2 separate regions of the Nomascus leucogenys genome follow, and region 2 is linked to region 1. A link is a contact called in public Hi-C data. All regions are on one chromosome and are shown on one strand. Each heading gives the region's core, a stretch centred on a gene start, on an enhancer-like site or on the middle of the called end of the contact. The rest is flanking DNA. Distances are from core to core; before and after follow the strand shown. Region 1 holds the start of LOC100593228 (histone H2A.V). Region 2 holds the start of TMED4 (transmembrane emp24 domain-containing protein 4).

The links. A called contact is a pair of places that touch in the nucleus more often than the background predicts.
Region 2: a contact with region 1 is called in a Hi-C map of a lymphoblastoid cell line, with 5 times the contacts expected there. The contact joins the promoter of TMED4 here to the promoter of LOC100593228 in region 1. A contact is called at or near these places in 2 of 4 Hi-C or Micro-C datasets (a lymphoblastoid cell line and an unstated tissue).

What each region holds. Positions count from the first base shown.
Region 1 is chr17:60,605,245-60,612,580 of Asia_NLE_v1, reverse strand. It overlaps LOC100593228 (histone H2A.V), which reads right to left and starts at 1,762. Exons shown (of 5, transcript XM_012496760.2): 1 at 1,611-1,762. The coding sequence starts at 1,613.
Region 2 is chr17:60,867,242-60,873,780 of Asia_NLE_v1, reverse strand. It overlaps TMED4 (transmembrane emp24 domain-containing protein 4), which reads right to left and starts at 1,525. Exons shown (of 6, transcript XM_030795689.1): 1 at 1,102-1,525.

The DNA of each region.
Region 1 (7,336 bases), core at 513-3,012:
GCCTGTAATCCCAGCACTTTGTCAGGCCGAGGCGGGAGGATCACTAGGTCAAGAGATCGAGACCATCCTGGCCAACATGGTGAAACCCAATCTCTACTAAAAATACAAAAAATTAGCTGGGCGTGGTGGCGCACGCCTGTAGCTACTACTCGGGAGGCTCAGGCAGGAGCATCGATTGAACCCGGGAGGCGGAGGTTGCAGTGAGCCGAGATCGCGCCATTGCACTCCAGCCTGGCGACAGAGTGAGACTCCGTTTCAAAAAAAACAACAAAAAACCAAAAAAAAAAACCAACCCAAAAAACAACAAAAAACTAATCACGAAAATCATCTGTTTGAGCAAATCCTTTTACAGATTAGATGTACGCTGTACCTCAGTTTGTTAAAGTACTATAAAGTACTTTACAATAACAATAAACCATACGTTAGACGTTGGAAGCAATTATCCCTAAAGTCTATTCCAGCTCTAAGATTTGGGTATTTTACAATAACAATAAACTATACGTTAGACGTTGGAAGCAATTATCCCTAAAGTCTATTCCAGCTCTAAGATTTGGGTATTTTACAATAACCAAACATTCTGTCCTCTCGACTGGCCAATCTGTTTATAGTTAGGTGTTATGTCTATTAAATACCATATCTGTCACATTAAGTACAAGACAAATCATCTAATACTATCTGCAGTATGATAAATGACAGCCTGGTGCTAACTTTTAAGCAGGTAGCTCCCGTTGAAGTAACCTTTCAACAGAATGCTTAAAGCACGAATACCGGCAAAAATAAGATTCCATAACAGTCTTATTATTTTTACACAATCTTTGATGCAACTCAGAGCGTATCCTTTAGTACTTTCTCTTTTCCCTCAACTTTAAAATGGGGCTGAAGTTCTATTCACTTCCATTTTTTTAAAGCCACACTTTTCTTACCTATATCTGAATTTCAGAATGAAAAGATGAATACTTTAAGACTGAAAATCCATAGCAAGGGCAAAGGAAAGTACTGTTGTATAATGAAAACCGCAAACTGCAAGGGGCTCAGAAGATAACGGGCGTTCATTTCTAACCTGTGCAATCACCTAGAACAAATCGTGTGGTTCTGGTCTATAAAACCATTCTTTGTCGCTCAAAAGACCACAAATACAAGCACCCTTTCGCAGAAACCATCAAATTGACTGCCAGGGAGATTACGTAACGAAACATCGCCAAAGACTTATCTAACTTGTACAGCGGCAGCCTGTTTGACCTCATTCACACAGAAGAGCGATCACATTAAGATCCAGCACTTGTTTCTACATTTCCAAGCCGGATTCTGCCGTCCTCCTCCTTCTAAGACGGGCGGTGCAGCGTCACCAGCGTCGGGACAGATCTGTCCGGCTCGGAACAGACTTCGCGCTCTACCCGGCCAGGCCCAGCTCTCACCCGGGGACGCGTGTCGGGCAACGCAGCCGGGACATGGCGCCCCCCGGCGGGCGGCGAGGGGCTCGGCCGGACGAAGCCCTGACACCAGCAAACTCCCGACTCCACAGGTAGCGGCGCCGACGCCAGGGCCTCCGCGCTGTGCTCCCCCAGCCCTGCCCCAGGCCCCGTGCCCCCGGCCCACCCGGCCACCCTTACCATGTTCTCGGCGCCGACTCTGCCTCCGCTCGGCCGCGCGCCCTCCCGCTGCCGACCAGCGCCGCCGCCGCCGCTCTCGCAGCACCGACCGCCGCCGCCGGAGCCGGACAATACCCCGTACCCGCCTCGCGCTGCTGTGGCCAATGCCCGCTTGTCTTGCTGGTTCGAACCCCAGCGGCTGTTCAATCGCGCGCCTCCTTCTAGCCAGACCCCGCCCCCCCGGCACCGCCTTCTTAACGGCTGTTTGTTTTTGCACACGGCACGCGGAGGCGGGGCCTCCAGCCCCAATAGTGACGCGCTCTCCGCCTTTAACCAGGCGCCCAAGCCTGACGAACAGAAAAGCAAACCAATGAGATTGGACGCCTCACAGCCGAAAGCCAATAAAAATATCGCCCGCGAGCACGGGAGGCGGGCCACTGGGAAGGACAGCAAAATTAGCTAATGAGGCGAAGCGATTGCAAGCGGTGTGGCTTTCCCGCCCATTCGCGGCGTTGGTTTTCCCGCTTCTGAGACTTGTTTGGGGAGGTAAAGACTGTTGGACGTGCTTCTCCTGGTGGATTTTCACAAAGACTGTGAGGATTTATTCGTCATAGAACGTGTGGATGAGGAGGGCGCTGGGTTTCAAGGTTAGGCAGCCCTCATGCTCAGCCGTATTCTGGCGGACTGACTACCCTGACGTCCTCTCAGCGCGGACCCTGGCAAGGTCCGCGGCAGGCTGAGGCGGGAGAATCGCTTGAACCCGGGAGGCGGAGGTTGCAGTGAGCCGAGATCGCGCCACTGCACTCCAGCTGGGCGACACATCGTCTCAAAACAAACAAACAAAAACATAAGCTATCAATTGGCTACATATTGTTATTTGTATGACAAATTCTTTTTTCGTTTTTTAGAGACGGAGTCCTGGGACTACAGGCGCGCGCCCCAATGCCCAGCTAACTTTGTATTTTTAATAGAGACGGGGGTTTCTCCGTGTTGCTGAGGCTGGTCTCGAACTCCTGACCTCAGGTGATCTGCCCGCCTCTGCTTCCCAAAGTACTGGGATTACAGGCGTGAGCCACCGCGCCCGGCGTGTATTACAAATTCTAAGAACACGAAGATAATGGGGCCGGCTTGGTGGCGCGGACCTGTATCCTCAGCTACTGTCAAGACTGAGACAGGAGGATCTCTTGAGCCCAGGAGGTCGAGGCTGCAGTGAGTCATGATCGCACCACTGCACTCCAGCTTGGGAGACAGACTGTACCCTGTCAAAAAAAAAAAAAAAAAAAAAAAGGTAATGGATGAGGCCGATAGGAATGAAATGACTTTAAACAATTGGGTATGCATGGGATTGGGTATGTGTGTATGTGGGGTCAGGGGGTGGGCATAACCGAAGACCCATGCTCATGTCCCTCTAGGCCTAATACATTTTGCAGACCTCACAGAGCTCAGACTGTTGTGAGCTGTTTTTCTTTTCTCAGCTTCTTAAGTGTGTTTATTTTGCTTACATCATTAGGTTAAAATTTGGAGGGTAACTCCCAGCTAGAAAGGAAGAAGAGCTCTAAAGTGGAATCGCCTTCCCCCGGAAGCTGTTGTAAAAATTAAAGGATGTATGTGAGTGCACAGGCTCTCCAACGATCGTTTTTCTTCCGCAGTGTTTCCACAATTTATTATGTGTTTACTTTTGGAGATGAAGTCTCGCTCTGTTGCCCAGGCTGGATGGAGTGCAGTGGTGTGATCTGGGCTCACTGCAACCTCTGCCTGCTGAGTTCAAGCGATTCTCCTGCCTCAGCCTCCTGGGTAGCTGGGACTACAGGCTCCCGCCACCATCCCCCGCTAATTTTTGTATTTTTAGTAGAAATGGGGTTTCACCATGTTGGCCAGGCTGGTCTTGAACCCCTGACCTCAAGTGATCCTCTTGCCTCAGCCTCCTAAAGTGCTGGGATTACAGGTGTGAGCCACCGCGCCTGGCCTGTTTCCACAAATAAAAAAGGCCCATCACCCTATCATGATGATCTCTATTACAGTCTGGACAACATGAGCTTTCTGGGAAAGCCAGCTTCATTTCATAACTGAAGAAATGGGCTTAGGTGAACTTAGTCATTTGCCTGAGACCGCATAGCCTGTAGATAACCAAGATACCAGCTCACATTTGTTCCAACTCATTCCAGCTTTAAATTCTTTCATTCTTTTCACAGTATGATGCATTGACTGTGCTAGAATGTGTTCTTGGTGCTGGTGAGTTAATAGTGAAAAAAACAAGTTTCTGCCTTAGTGGAGATTCTGTTCTCATAGGATTTTCTCAGGCTGACGCTTTAGAAATTTATATCCAGGCTGATGATAGCTGTTCCAAAGTTTGAATCAGGAGAAGCAACTTTGGGGAAGTGAGTCTTTAAAAAAAGGTAACTTAAATTCAAGAAGAGGAAGAGGGTGAGCTTCTAAGTAAGAATTTGGAAAAATACGGATGAAGGTACAGACAAGTGTGAGGAAGGGTGTCCAGTGAAATAGGAAGGAATGGAGCAATGTGCTCAGATTAATAGAAGCCTCAAAGCTAGGTAGAAGAGTGGAGTTACTTCAGTAGCAATAGCCATTGTTAATTCCTGCTCCTCTGTGTTTCTGGCCTCAGTGGATGGCATTACCAATCTACTAAGGCATAAGCCTGTGAGTTATTCTTTAACAAATCACTGAGTGCCTACTGTTTGCAGGCACCGTGCTAGGTACTGAGGATTTGGTGATTAGCAAAATAGACATTGTCCTTGCCCTCATGGTCCTCTGCAGCGGGAGTCAGATGTTAAATAAATAAATACCATATGTGAACTATAATAAGTTCAAGTGTGCTGAAGGAAAAGAACAGGGTGCTTTAAGAGAGAAACAGGGAATGTAGTTTAGTTGGTGTGGGTGGTGTTCCACAAAGAAAGAGCATGCAGGCTGGGCGCGGTGGCTCACGCCTGTAATCCCAGCAATTTGGGAGGCCAAGGTGGGTGGATCACCTGAGGTCAGGAGTTCGAGACCAGCCTGGCCAACATGGCAAAACCCTGTCTCTACTAAAAATGCAAAAATTAGCCAGGCGTGGTGGCGCATGCCTGTAATTCCCAGCTACTCAGGAGGCTGACGCAGGAAAATCACCGAGTCCAGGAGAGCCTGGGAAGCGGGGGCTGCAGGGGCTGCAGTGAGCTAAGATCGCGCCACTGCACTTCAGCCTAGGCGACAGAGCAAGACTTCACTCCATCTCAAGAAAAAAAAAAAAAAAAGACTTGCCCTTGTGAAGGGACTGAAAGAAGTGTCCAATAATATATGAGAAAGCACCTAGCACTGTACCTAGCACCTAATATCCAATAAATGTTAACTTCCTTCCTTAACAGGAAAATCATTTTCTCACCACTCTCTACCCCTCAGCCTTCATATCATTGATTCAGATTTTGATGAAAGTGGAGTTAGGTTGAAAAAAACTGGTTCTCATCGTAGATAATAGTAATCCTTTTACTGATTTATATATCATCACTGTAAGTTATGTATCATCACTGTAAACACAGATGCCAGAAAAAAGCCTGCCTACTAACAGTTTTATAAACCAAGTGTGTTAGTAAAATCTAGTTTCTAGTGAACTAGGGTTACAAAAGCAAAGATGAGCTCATGAAGAACACCAGTCTAACCAGAAAATGTTATGTATTAGCATCTATAAATGATAAACTACAAACATTGACAAATTATTCAACTTTGGGCTGGGGATGGTGGCTCATGCCTGTAATCCTAAAGCTTTGGGAGGCCAAGGAATGAGTCACCAGGGCAGGAGTTTGAGACCAGCCTGGGCAACATGGCAAGACTCCACTTCTACAAAAATTAAAAGAAAAAAATTAGCTGAGTGTGTAGTGCATGGCTTTGATCCCAGCTACTTGAGAGGCTGAGGTGGGCAGAGAACTTGAGCCCAGAGTTCAAGGCTGCAGTGAGCTATATATGATCATGTCACTGCTCACCAGCCAGGCAACAGAACCAGACTGTATCTCTAAAAAAAAAAAATTATTCAATGTTGCTGGATTTAACCCAGTAATATATAGTATAATTGTTCTCAAAGTGTGATCCTTAGACCACCAGCATCAGCATCACTTGGAACTTGTTAGAAATGCATTCTCACCACCACCCCAGACCTGCTGAATCTGACACTGAGGGTGGGACCTACAAGTGCTCCAGGGGATTCTGGTGCACACTGAAATTTTAGAACCACTGGTATAGTATATGCTGCAGTGCACAGTCCAGAGCCCACGTATTCCTTATAAAACAAGCACTTGGCCAGGTGTGGTAGCTCATCCCTGTAATCCCAGCACTTTGGGAGGCTGAGGCAGGCAGATCACCTGAGGTCAGGAGTTCAGACCAGCTTGGCCAACATGGTGAAACCCCATCTCTACTAAAACAAAAATTAGCTGGGTGTGGTGCGCGCTTGTAGTCCCAGCTACTCCAGGAGGCTGAGGCAGGAGAATCACTTGAACCAGGGAGGCAGAGGTTGCAGTAAGCCAAGATGGCGCCACTGCACTCCAGCCTGGGCAACAGAGCAAGACTCTGTCCCCCCGCAAAAAAAAAACCAAAAAAAACTGGAGCACTTATTTAGCTCCTGGAAGTGTTGACTGATCATTACTCAGGGATCTATACCCAGGAATTGGACTTGGCCAAAGGAACCTGTATCGCCCAAGTTTACACTCCTTTTCAGAGGGCCTACCTCCAGTGACTGGTGGATGTAGGATATAGTGCCTAACTCTTTTGCTTTAATTTGAGACAAGTCTGAAGGGCCATTCCAACTCCAGAGTTTCTTGTGTGATTAGTTTTGACTTGATCTAACTGCATTGAAGTTCAACTTCTGCTCAATCCTGCTTCCTCCATTTTCTCATAGTAATGTCCCGAAGAGCATTCCATACTATTACCTCTTGAAAGCAAATCCCATTTATTTCCTGGGAAACCTGAACTAAGACAATGACTTTTCTCTGCAAAAATGTAGTCAATTTTTGAGTGGGCAAGATATTCACATGCACAACATTTCAAAAGGTACAAAGGGTATACAGTGAAAAGACTCACCTGGGTGCAGTGGCTCATGCCTGTAATCTCAGCACTTTGGGAGGTTAAGGCAGGAGGATTGCTTGAGCCCAGAAGTTTGAGACCAGTGTGGGTGACATACTGGGACCCACATCTCTGAAAAATAAAAAAAATAAGCCGGGCGTGGTGGCTCACGCCTGTAATCCCAGCACTTTGGGAGGCTGAGGTGGGCAGATCACGAGGTCAGGAGATCGAGACCATCCTGGCTAACGCAGTGAAACCCCGTCTCTACTAAAAAGACAAAATATTAGCCAGGCATAGTGGCGGGCGCCTGTAGTCCCAGCTACTCGGGAGGCTGAGGCAGGAGAATGGCATGAACCTGGGAGGTGGAGCTTTCAGTGAGCCAAGATTGTGCCACTGCACTCCAGCCTGGGCGACAGAGCAAGACTCCATCTCAAAAAAATAAAAAATAAAATAAATAAAAATAAATAAATAAGCCAGGCATGGTGGCATGCACATGTAGTCCCAGCTACTCAGGAGGCTGAGGAAGAGGGATCACTTGAGCCCAGGAATTTAAGGATGCAGTGAGCTGTGATTGTGCCACTGCATTCCAGCCTGAGTGAGAGTAAGACTCATACACACACAAAAACTCCTCCCATCTTTGCCCTTAGCCATAAGCTTCACCTCTGTAGAGGTGTTGCTGATACAGTGAAGTGTGTTAGCATTTAGAG
Region 2 (6,539 bases), core at 276-2,775, 260 kb before region 1:
TTGCGTGTCCACCTATCTGACTCGTAAGAACCGAGGCTGAATCCAGACCCACACTCTGTCACGTCGGGAGAGCCTGCCGCGGCGACCCTCTGCGAGCGGACATTTCTTCGGTGGGGACCAAAAGCCCAGTGCTGCCATAGTTTCGGATCATTCTTTTAAGAAGCTGGGGCCCGGCGCGGTGGCTGGCACGTGTAATCCCAGCACTCTGGGAGGCTGAGGCGGACGGATCCCTTGAGCCCAGGAGTTCGAGACCAGCCTGGGCAACATGGTGAAACCCCCGTCTCTACAAAAAATTAACCGGTGTGGTGGTGTGCGCATGTAGTCTCAGCTACTTGGGAGGCTGAGGCAGGAGAATCGCTTGAACCCAGGAGGTCGAGGATGCATTAAGCAGTGATCGGCTCCAGCCTGGGCGACCGAGGGTGATACCTTCTCTTTAAAAAAAACTTGGAATAGGCCGGGCGCGGTGGCTCACGCTTGTAATCCCAGCACTTTGGGAGGCCGAGGCGGGCGGATCACGAGGTCAGGAGATCGAGACCACGGTGAAACCCCGTCTCTACTAAAAATACAAAAAATTAGCCGGGCGTGGTGGCGGGCGCCTGTAGTCCCAGCTACTCGGAGATGCTGAGGCAGGAGAATGGCGTGAACCCGGGAGGCGGGGAGCTTGCAGTGAGCCGAGATCGCGCCACTGCACTCCAGCCTGGGTGAAAGAGCGAGACTCCCTCTCAAAACAAACAAACAAACAAACAAAAAAACTTGGAATAAGTAGGGTCATGGAGCTTGTTTACATCCCCTAGTTACAGCACACCCTTCTGAAAGTGAAAAACAAACTAGAATGTTACTTAGTGGGCATGGAATCAAAGCAACGGAAGGTTGAAACTTTGTTTTTATCAAGGCCGGGCGGGCGCCGTGGCTCACGCCTGTAATGCCAGCACTTTGGGCGGCCAAGGCTGGTGGATCATCTGAGGTTAGGAATTCGAGACCAGCTGGGCCAACAAGGTGAAACCCCCGTCTCTACTAAAAGTATACTTTATCAACAGAATTTTGAAACTTTTATATAAGTAGAACAATTACAATGAACTTTCATAAAGGACTTGAGCATACCTGGATTTTGGTATCCGTGAGGGTCCAGGAATTTTCCCCCTCGGATAATAACGGAGGACTGTACTCATCATCCAACTTCAACAACAGTTTGCTGCCTTTCTCATTTCATGTATCCCTTTCTGCATTTTTTTTGAAGTGCTGTATATTAAAGCAAATCCTGGACATCATGTCATTTCACCTATAAATACGTCAGTGTGTGTCTCTAACAGATAAGGACTTTATACTATTATCACACCCACCAATATTTGAAAAATTATTTAACATCACTTAATACCTAGTATGTGTTTAATTTTCCCCATTGCCTTAAAAAATTTTGTACATTAGATTGTTTAATTAGGGTCCAAACAAGGTTTACTTACTGCATTTCATAGAAATATATGTCTCTTATATAACAATTCTGGCTGGGCACAGTGGCTCATGCCTGTAATCCCAGCACTTTGGGAGGCTGAGGTGGAAGGATCACTTGAGGTCAGGAGTTTGAGACCAGCCTGGCCAACATGGTGAAACCCTGTCTCTACTAAAAATACAAAAATTAGCCAGGTGTGGTGGTGCACACCTGTAATCCCAGCTACTTGTGAAGCTGAGGCAGGAGAATTGCTAGAATCAGCGAGGTGGAGGTTGCAGTGGGCTGAGATGGTGTCACTGCACTCCAGCCTGGGCAACAGAGTGAGATTCTATCTCAAAACAAACAAAAACAGGGCCAGGCACAGTGGCTCACACTTGTAATCCCAGCACTTTGGGAGGCCAAGGTGGGCAGATCACGAGGTCAGGAGTTCGAGACCAGCCTGGCCAATATGGTGAAACCCTATCTCTACTAAAAATACAAAAATTAGCTGGGTGTGGTGGTGCTCACCTGTAGTCCCAGCTACTTGGGAGGCTGAGGCAGAAGAATCGCTTGAACCCAGGAGGCAGAGGTTGCAGTGAGCCAAGATCGTGCCACTGCACTCCAGCCTGGGTGAGAGAGAGACTCCGTGTCCCAAAAAAAAAAACCATATAACAACATACACATATATAAAATTTCCCCTTTTTGTTGTTATTCATGGCATTTACTTATTGAAGAAACTGGGTCATTTGACCAATGGAATTTTCCACTTTCTGGGTTTTGCTGAATGTATCTTCAGGTGTCATTTAACGTTTTTTTGTCCCTGGTATGTCCTGTAATCACAGTTAATTCTAGAGTCAGGGGAGATTTACAGTGAAACTAATGAAGCTTAATCTTCAGGCCCTCCCTTGCATAGACCCCTGTACCTAATTTCACATTTATAATTTTGTATCTTCTTCTTAAAGAGGACTGTGAAATTTGTATAGTTTAAGGCCCCACAAAGCTTGGATTTACCCCTGGCTAGAGGCTTCGTTAGGTTTAGGTGTAATGTTGAGGTTTGGGTTTTTTTTGTTTTGTTTTGTTTGCAGTAACACTTCATGGCTGGCACTATGTACTTCCATTGAGGCACAAGGCGGGTTTGTCTCTTAGTAATATTGTAATTCATCTTTCAATTTGGGGGTTGTCATCCTGATTATCCATGAAGTTTACCATCAGCCTTTCTTCTAACCGTCTAGCAAACGTTGCTGATCATTAGACCCTGGTTCTCAACAAGGGTTGATTCTGCCCTGTCCTACCAAGGGGAAATTTGACAATGTCTGGAGATATTCTGGATTGTTGCAACTGGGTGGGGGGTGGCGGGTGGTACTGCTGTTATCTAGAAAATGAACGCAAGGAATGCTGCTATCTAGAAAATGAACGCAAGGAATACTGCTAAACATTGTATAATTCACAGAGCACACCTCCCCCCTACAGCAAAGAATTATCCAGCTCAAAATGTCAGTAGTACCCAGGTTGAGAAACCCTAGTATAGATTTATGATGTTCCTTAGGTGTGCAAAGTGGTGATTTGAAATGCTCTCATTTCTCCTGCATTTATAAGATGAGATTCTTCTACAAAGGTGAGCATTCCCTCATCTCTCTGGTTACTTTGAAATACAATCCATTCGGGATAGCCAGGATGTATGCTTGATGCTTTCCCGGGCACAGTGGCTCTGCCTATAATCCCAGCGCTTTGGGAGGCCAAGACAGGAGGACTGCTTGAGCCCAGGAAATGGCAAGATCTTTACAAAATATGTAAAAATTAGACGGGCATGGTGACGCATGCCTGTAATTCCAGCTACTTAGGAGGCTGAGGCAGGGAAATGGCTGGAGCCCAGGAGGTTGAGGATACAGTGAGCCGTGATGGGGCCACAGCACTCTAGCATGGGTGACTGAGTGAGACCTTGTCTCAAATAATAGTAATAATAATAAAGATGGATGGATGGATGCCCCAGCAACCTCTAACTGTGACCAATTTGGGTTCTTTGGGGAGAAGGGGCAGTGCTACCATGAACTGATGGATGTTTAGATATTTGATGTGCTTTAATCCATTACAGTCATTGTCCTTTTTTAAATGTTCAGATTGTCTCATCAAATATTTAGTTACTCCTGTGTCCTTCTGGCACAATCCTAGTAATCCACAATCCTAGTAGTCTTTAGGTCAAGCTTGTCCAACCTGTGGCCCATGCAGCCCAACATAAATCCATAAACTTTCTAAAAAATTATGAGATTTTTTTTTTTTAGCTCATCGGCTATTGTTAGTGTATTTTATGTGTGGCCCAAGACAATTCTTCTTCCAGTGTGGCCCAGGAAAGCCAAAAGATTGGACACCCTGGACTTCCTTGCTTTCCGTTTTATACATTTACTGCCCTAGAAACAAAATCAACCATTTCTCCAAGGAATCCTAATTCACTTTAGTGAGAAATGGTATTTGTATTGGCAAACTTATTTTCTTTCTTTTTTTTTTTTTAAGGAGGATCCTGAAATTTGTCTTAACTGAGAGATAATATTAAAGAGATTGTATTCTCCACTGTAGAAAATTTAACTTAGGAGGTCAGGCACTGTGGCTCATGCCTGTAATCTCAGCATTTGGGAGGCCAAGGCAGGAAGATCGCTTGAGTCCAGAAGTTCAAGACCAGTCTGGGCTACATGGTGACACCCTGTCTCTACCAAAAAAAAAAAATTAGCTGGGCATGGTGGCATGGGCCTGTAGTCCCAACTACTCAGGAGGCTGAGGTAGGAGGATTGGTTGACCCCCAGGAGGTTGAGGCTGCAGTGAGCTGTGATGGTGCTACTGCACTCCAGCCTGGGCAACAGAGTGAGACCCCATCTCCAAAAAAGAAAAAAAACTTAACTTAGGGAGTCTAATTCCCCAGATGAGAGATTTTTCTGCTCAGAAGCCATGAGGCAATTTCTGCCAATGTTTGTCTAGGCTCTTTGTCTAGACCAGCCACCCCTTCCTTCATTTGTTCAACCAGTATGTGCTGTGCAGCCATTTGTGCCAGCTGCTGTTCTAATGGGAAAACATAGGTGACCAAAACAAAAATCCTTGTCTAGGCCAGGTGCAGTGGCTCACGCCTGTAATTCCAGCACTTTGGGTGGATCATCTGAACTCAAAAGTCCGAGACCAGCCTGGACAACATGGCGAAACCCTGTCTCTACCAAAAATACAAAAAATTAGCCAGGCATGGTGGCAAACACCTGTAGTCCCAGCTTCTCTGGAGGCTGAGGTGGGAGGATCACTTGAGCCTGGGAGGCAGAGGTTGCAGTGAACCGAGATTGTGCCACTGTACTCTAGGCCTGGGTGACAGTGAGGCCCTGTCACAAAAAACAGCAACAACAACAACAACAACAAAAATCCTTGTCTCCATGGCTTTATCTTGTCGTCTGCCAAACAAGATAAATAAAGAAATATAGAGCATGTCAGATGGAGATAAGTATCAAGAATAAAAATAAGGCAGGGAAGAAGAAAGTATAGTGGACTTAGGCCAGGCGCGGTGGCTCACGCCTGTAATCCCAACACTTTGGGAGGCCGAGGCAGGGGGATCAGAGGTCAGGAGATCGAGACCATCCTAGCTAACATGGTGAAACCCCGTCTCTACTAAAAAAAATACAAAAAAATTAGCTGGACATGGTGGCAGGTGTCTGTAGTCCCAGCTACTCGGGAGGCTGAGGCAGGAGAATGGCATGAACCCGGGAGGTGGGCTTGCAGTGAGCCGAGATCGCGCCACTGTGCTCCAGCCTGGGGGACAGAGCAAGACTCCATCTCAAAAAAAAAAAAAAAAAAAAAGTATAGTGGACTTAATGGTGGACCAGAAGATATGTCCATGTTTGAATCACTGGAACCTGTGAATGTGACCTTATGTGGAAAAAAAGTCTCTGCAGATGTAATTCAGGATTTTGAGACTTAATAATCCTGGATTAACCAGGTGGGCCCTAAATCCAATGACAGGTGTCCTTATAAGAGATAAGAAATACCTCACCTAATAATGGCTACTATTAGAACAACAAAAACAGAAAATAAATGGTAAAAGAGTGTTAAATAATTAAAAGTAGAACAATCATATAATCCAGCAGTCCCACCTGTAAGTATTTATCCAAAGGAAGTAAAGTCAGGATCTGAAAAAGATACCTACATTCCCATTTTCATAGCAGCATTATTCACAATAGCCAAGAGGTGGAAGCAATGTAAATATATACATTGTACCTACCGCAAAATGTGGTATATATATACAATGGAGTATTATCAAGCCATAAAAAGGGATGAAATTCTGATCCATGCTACAACATGGATGAAACTTAACATTATGCTAAGTAGTATAAGTCAATCACAGAAAGACAATTGCCATATGATTCCATTTAAAGTGTCTGAAGTAGTCAAAATCATAGAAGCAAAAAGTAGAATGGCTACCTGCGGGGGGAGCTGTTGTCTAATGGGTAGAGTTTCAGATTAGCAAAATGAAAAAGTTCTGGAGATCTGTTTCATAACAATGTGAATATATTTAACATACTGAACTGCACACCTAAAAATGGTTAACATAGCCAGGCGTGGTGGCTCACGCCTATAATCCCAGCACTTTGGGAGGCCAAGGCAGGAGGATTGCTTGAGCTGAGGAGTTTTAGATCAGCCTAGGCAACATAGAGAAATCCTGTCTCTACAAAAAATGTAAAAATTAGCCAAGTGTGGTGGCACGTGCCAGTGGTCCCCAGTTACTTGGGAGACTCAGATGGGAGGATGTCATGAGCCCAGGAGGTTGAGGCTGCAGTGAGCTGTGATCATAACACTGCACTCCAGCCTGGGCAACAGAGTCTCAAAAAAAAAGGTTAAGATGGTAAATTTTATGTTAAGTGTTTTTTTCTCAAAATACAAAAAAAAAAAAAAAAATGTAAAAGAAAAAAAGAAAAGAAGGAGACACTATGATCACAGAGGCAGACATTGGAATAATAATGCTGCCATAAGCCAAGGCATGCCTGGAGCCACCAGAAACTGGAAGAGACAGGAAAAAAATCTCCCCGAGAGCCTAGGAAATGCAGCCCTGCCCACTCCTGACTTCAGACTTCTGCCGTCCGTGACTGAG